Regions from separate parts of the Anser cygnoides genome. Here region 1 is linked to region 2. Evidence: chromatin contacts called from public Hi-C data. All regions are on one chromosome and are shown on one strand. The core of a region is the stretch at or near the end of the contact, and the rest is flanking DNA. Distances in the headings are between cores, read along the strand shown.

The links. Hi-C and Micro-C count contacts between places; a contact is called where the count stands out from the background.
Region 1: a contact with region 2 is called in a Hi-C map of liver, with 5 times the contacts expected there. The contact joins the enhancer-like site here to the promoter of PRSS35 in region 2. A contact is called at or near these places in 4 of 7 Hi-C or Micro-C datasets (granulosa cells and liver).

What each region holds. Positions count from the first base shown.
Region 1 is chr3:85,397,521-85,400,411 of Taihu_goose_T2T_genome, forward strand. The region is part of intron 1 of ME1 (malic enzyme 1); the gene reads left to right. Among named protein-coding and RNA genes, the nearest start is that of ME1, 40 kb to the left of the region's middle. Within about 2 kb of position 1,516, at least 1 of the 3 cell types and tissues checked has open chromatin away from gene starts, as enhancers often do.
Region 2 is chr3:85,318,082-85,320,781 of Taihu_goose_T2T_genome, forward strand. PRSS35 (serine protease 35) reads right to left here and starts at 1,346. Exons shown (of 3, transcript XM_048079860.2): 1 at 1,183-1,346; 2 at 461-710.

The DNA.
Region 1 (2,891 bases), core at 266-2,765, 80 kb after region 2:
GTGATGCATCTGTAGAAGATAGTATTGACAAAAGTAGTAATTAAGAAGATTAATTTATACCGAGGGGATCAGAGCTCTGAAGTTGCCTACAACCAGTGTTTATAATCTGTAGTGTAGGTAAACTGTGTTGAAAATTGACATCTGTGGTAAGAACACGCTCAACAAGTTTGCAGGTGATGTTACAAGGTGCTGTTTTCTCTTTCCAGAATGGTTCCCATATGCAGAGCTTTTCTAACAAGGCATTGATCCATCTTTGAGGGTAGATATACTCAAGTTAGTTTTAAACTAACAAAAGTGGCTCAGAAATAGCCAAGGACACCAAAAAAAAAAAAAAAAAGTTGTTTGTGCTGAAATGTGATTACTGTGTAGCAGTGTGCTAAACTGCAGCATTGGTATTCTGACATCAAAAGCAATAGGGTAGGTATCTCCGCAGATCTTACTCTAACACAACTGTCCCTTAGCATCTTAATTATCTCAGTTGCAGGTGCTGTAGGTGTTGTGCAGGTCTATGGGTTTGGGAGGTGGGGAGCTGAAGGGTTATGTTCCCTTGTCTGTTGTCTTTTGTAAATGAGCTTCTGGCTTTAAAATTTCATGAAATCTGCTTTTAGGGCACCCAGCTCTGGTTGAAAGCATACAAATACAGCCCTAGCAAATTTTGTGTTTCTTTGAGTTTAAAAGTTCCTATAATAAAACGAAGGATTTAGAGTAAGGCGATTTTAGTGCAACACATGGACTGAGGAGTCAAAAGGATATTTGGGGCTTGGTGTAGTGGCCCACATGGAGGCAACTAGTTCCACTTGAGATATCCAGGAGTGTTATTCCTGGTCTTGTGTCTGGCTTTTACCTGTTGCTGTACAAGTCTGCCAAGTCTCCTATGCAGCTGATATATAGCTGATATCATTGCCATAATGAGTTACCCTGTGTTGATTTCTCCAGTATGTCAGAGCCTCCTAGACGATGGTAGGTGCTTATGTGTGCATATCTGAATTCAGACTGTAGCCAGTACAGTCAGAGAAGCTTAGGGGGCAATTTGGATTACTGACTGCAAGGTGTCTATTCTAGGGTGAGCTGGATCATTCTTTAACCAATGCTATATGTCCTATTCACATAATGAGGGGATAGGTACCTCGCTTGCATATGAACATCTAAATTTAGTGTCTAACTCAGTCCCATCCTATATTGCACCACAGCAGGGTATGTATATTTTATATAGTATTGACTTGATGACTTGTTTTACTGCTTAGCTTATTACAGTCTGCTGTTTGTGTTAACGCAGCCATCTCAAACTTATGGTGAGGAGAGATTATGCAATGCAAAAAGATGTTAACTGCGTATATATGTGTATAATAAAACAAGTACACACAAACTTTCTTAAAATAGTTTTGCTTCCTTACTTTCAGGTAATTGTTTACAATAGATTAATGGAAGATTGCCGAAGTAAGAATGCCATGATGTGTCATTTCTAATGTGTTGGGCTGAATCATGCTCGTATGCAATCACCATTATCAGCTCCCTGCCAAGCTGCCCACACATTCCCATGACGAGTTTGCCAAGAGGAGTCTGATCTCCTTCTGGCCATCTGTATTTGTTTTGAGTCATAAGTCCCTGGGTGTGTTTATTAGCTACTGTATTTTTACGTGCTTTAGTTGCTGGAAGCTGTTTGTGACTTTCGTTTCAGTTTCCCTTGGTGACATGATTTTTTAAGTTTGCTTTTGAAAATCCTGGGGACATAGAATTGGAATGTGAATGTACTTCAGGTCCCCAGCTTTCCTTAAATCCTTAAGAAATTATAGGTGCAATATGCTGTATTGGGTCTGTTAAGACCCTTGAAAAACAACTTAGAAATTATGAATGCCAGCTGTCAGAAAGTAGGTCTGTGTGTGCCTGACTAAATGTCATGGTAGGGATCTGTGCATAGTTTTGGGAGAAGATAGATGCACTTGTTTGAAAGATAGCAGTCCTGTTTTGTTAGTGCCTTTCCTACCTGTAGTCTAATACTAGCTTAGGTACTGCCTGCATTACAAATGCCTACAGATCTTTGTTTCTGAAAATTCATTGAGCTTTTTTCTGTCTGGGTTGTCTGAGGGCCGTGACCCAAAGTTTGTATTTTCACGGTCAGCATTCATGTCTGAGCTCCATGCTGCACATCTTCAAGCTGCGGTAACTTTCTGCTGGTGAGTGTATCCTTTCCTCTTAGCAGCTTGCCTTCTTTAAAACTGTTTGGAAGGATTATTTTTATTCACTAAAATTTTAATAATTCTGAATTTTCTTTATCAAAATTGGATACAGCTATCGAAGCCCTTTTTTTGCATGTATTTTTAACAACAATTCCTAAAAAGAAATGTAGATCTCAAAGTGAATGTAAATAGATATTTAGCAAGGGTATTTTTTTTTCCTGGAGGTCTAAAAGAAGATCCCTGATGACAGAAAGCTTGCTTGAATTTGCAGCATTAGAAAGATTTTTTCCCTTTCCTTAGCTACAAGGACACTTTGCAACCAGTCTGGCCTCAACCTCTGTTTGGAGGAGTTGACTCGGGTATCTGCAGTAGTTGCCTGTGCTTGTAACGTTTTCTGGCACTCATGACAAGAATGGTGAAACAAGCTAGCAGGAACATCTTCAGCCCTATATGATGATCAGACCCAAATGCCTTGCCATGAACCACATTTATTTTTAGCAGAATTAGTTTATTACTTAGTGCATACCCAGAGTAATTATTCTGTTTCTTGGAGCGTTGTGCCTTTAAACAGGTGTTAGATATGAAGGATTTAGAGTATTTATCTTTTTTTCTCTGAAGTGCAAAGTAGAGGGGGAAAGCTTGTAAAACTGCAATTTTATCTGCTCGTAGGGTATTTTTTTAATGCAAATAATATGAAATATCTCAAAGGGATTT
Region 2 (2,700 bases), core at 96-2,595:
GACCGGCACGGCTCGGCTCGGCTCGGACCGGCTGGGCTCAGACCGGCACGGCTCAGACCGGCACGGCTCCTTTCGGGGTACGAGCGGCGGAGGACGAGCGCTTTGCAACTTTCGCAAACCCTGCTCAGCCCTCTCCGGGAGCCTCTCCCAGCCCCGGGGCTGGCCACCAGGCAGCCTCCGCTCCACTCTGCCCGGGGCTGCGCCTTTCTCCTCCCCTGCCAGGTTTGGGGAAGGGGCCGCAAAGGGGCGATCCCCCAACCCCACAGCCCCAGCCCGCTGCGGTCCGGGACAAGGGGAGCGGCTCCCGAGGCTGAACCTGCCCTGGGTCCCCGGCCCCGGCTGCTCTGCCCGAGCCTGATGCCCTGGGGGGACATCAGCAGGGAAACAGAGGTTGAGGGGGGAAAAAAAGAGGGGGTCGTTGGGTCTTTGCTTTTTCATCGCCCGCTCCGCTTCTGCTCACCGTTTGTGTGCATCAAGCGCTTGGAAGTCCGGCGTTTTCCTGGGAGAAGCCGAGGATTTGGAGAGGAAGGCTTCCACTCGCTAAAGCTCCTTAGCCATCCTCTGGTCCTGCGTTCAGGCGTGACCGCGGGAGGCTCTGCCTTTCTGTGGCTGATCCAAAGGAGTTCCCTCTCTCCCGAGCCTGAAAGTTAAATACCTTGGCACAGCTCTCTTGCGATTCCGAGATAAATCTGCTTCCAGCGGTGACGAATCTGGATAAAATTAGTGTCAATTCCAAAAAAGAGAGCAGGAATGGTAGCACAAATACTGCGGGGGTGAATCAGAATTAAAGGAGAGGTTGTTTTGAAATGCGAAGAGGCTCCCTCCGTGCCTACAGCCGAAGCTGCACGGAGACAAAAACCCTGAAAGAGGAATAAATGTGCCCCTCTCGTCTGTCCTGCTAGTCGCCCGTGCTTAAAAAAAAAGAAGAAAAAAAAAAAAGGGGGGGCGGGAGGGGGGGTCAGAGCAACGTGTCGCTTTTCAGTCCTATCAAAACTGCATCCCTCAGGCTAACGCGGCAGGGGCTTTACACCAAATCCTGCACAAGCCCAGGGCACCGACACCCCTCAGCCCCCCAATTTTGCCCGGTGGCAAGGACGCGGCCGCCCCCAGCCCTCCTCCTGCCCCGCTCCCCGGCCGCCGCCGCCCCGGCCAGGTGCGGGCAGCCTCCCCCCGCGGCCGTACCTGGCCCCGATGGAGCCCAGGGGAGGGGAAGCGGCCACCTCCACGTCGTGGGAGACCCCCTGCCCTGCCCCGCCGCCCCCGGCCCCGGCCCCGGCCCCGGCACCCGCCGCCGCCGAGCACCCGCGGCTACTGAGGACGGGGCGGGGGGGAGCTGCCGGGTCTTCCCGGGCGGGGGAGGGGATGGAAAAAGGGAAAAAAAAAAAAAGAAAAAAGAAAAAAAAAAAGGAGCAAGGGAGGAGGACGGCAGGGAGAGAAGGGGAGGGCTGAGGGGAGATCCCCTCGGGTGGGATGGGGTGGGATGAAGGCACGGGGCGGGGAGGCGCATCGCCGCGGAGAGACGGGGTGATCCCGCCTGGGGCTGGGGCCGGGGCCGCGGGGGAGGCGGCAGCGGCCGCCGGCTCCTCAAGCGCCCCGCGGGCCGGGCCGGGCCGGGCCTCCCCGCCCTTCCCCTCAGGGTCCCGCGGCGCCTTCCCCGCCCGGGCCCTGCTGGGTCCGCTCCTCAGGGCCCCAGCCCGTCTCCTCAGGGCCCCAGCCCCCCCAGCACCTCCCTCCTCTTCTCCCCAGTCTTCGTTCCACTCTTTCTAATGTCTCTGTCTTCCCCTGCCCAGGCTCCCGGAGCCTGTGTGGTTGTAGACGGGCAGAAAACCCAGCGCGGGGGCTGAGCTTTGGTGCCTTTTTCTTCACCCCTGCCGAGGCAGAGACCTTTGGTTGTGGGTCCATGGGCCCTGTACCACTGCAGCCCCCCTGGAGGGACCAGGAGTCCCAGCTAGTGTCCCACGGCCCCCTGCCCTACAACAAAGTTCTTCCCGTGCTGTGCAGGTGCACCACACGAAATTCACTCATTAAAGACTTTTGCAAGAGCTTAACCAGAGTCAATTCGGTGAGTTCATCTGCTGAAATCAGCTCACACTAGACGATGGCCCTCTTGATTTGCCAAAACCTGCAGGAAATTTGTGGCATTGCTAGAGATCAAGTTGAGATCTCCAGAGTACTATTTTGTTGTCGTAATCATAAGAATATCCTTCCTTTCAAAGACTTAACTTTTGAAATTTAGTGGAACTAATTGTATACATAGGTTGGAAATGAGGCATTGGCCAGGAACTGCAGCCTAAAGTTTTATTTCAAATCTTCGGGTTGATTTCTTCAAAATGTTATTTTTTTTGCAGGTCTGCTTTTGTTGCTGCTTGTGTGTACGACTTAAAAGTGTAATACTAATTATTTATGCACCTGAGAAAATGAGCTGAAGGGTTCCCAGTTCAGTTGACAAGGGAAGAAAGAAATTAATATTACCTGGTAGTTATGTTTTACAAGCAATTTCTTGAACATAATCACTTTCACACTGGGTCAGGCCAAAGGCTTTGCTAGACCAAAAGGCTCTGCAAGAGCATTAGTATAGGGCAAGATCAAGCCCTATATCAAGTAGTCCCCTTGAGCACTTTCCCTACCACCAATATTTTAAACTCAGAGGTTTCCTGTGACAAATGTAGTTTCTACTCACTTAATAACCTTTGCTGGGTT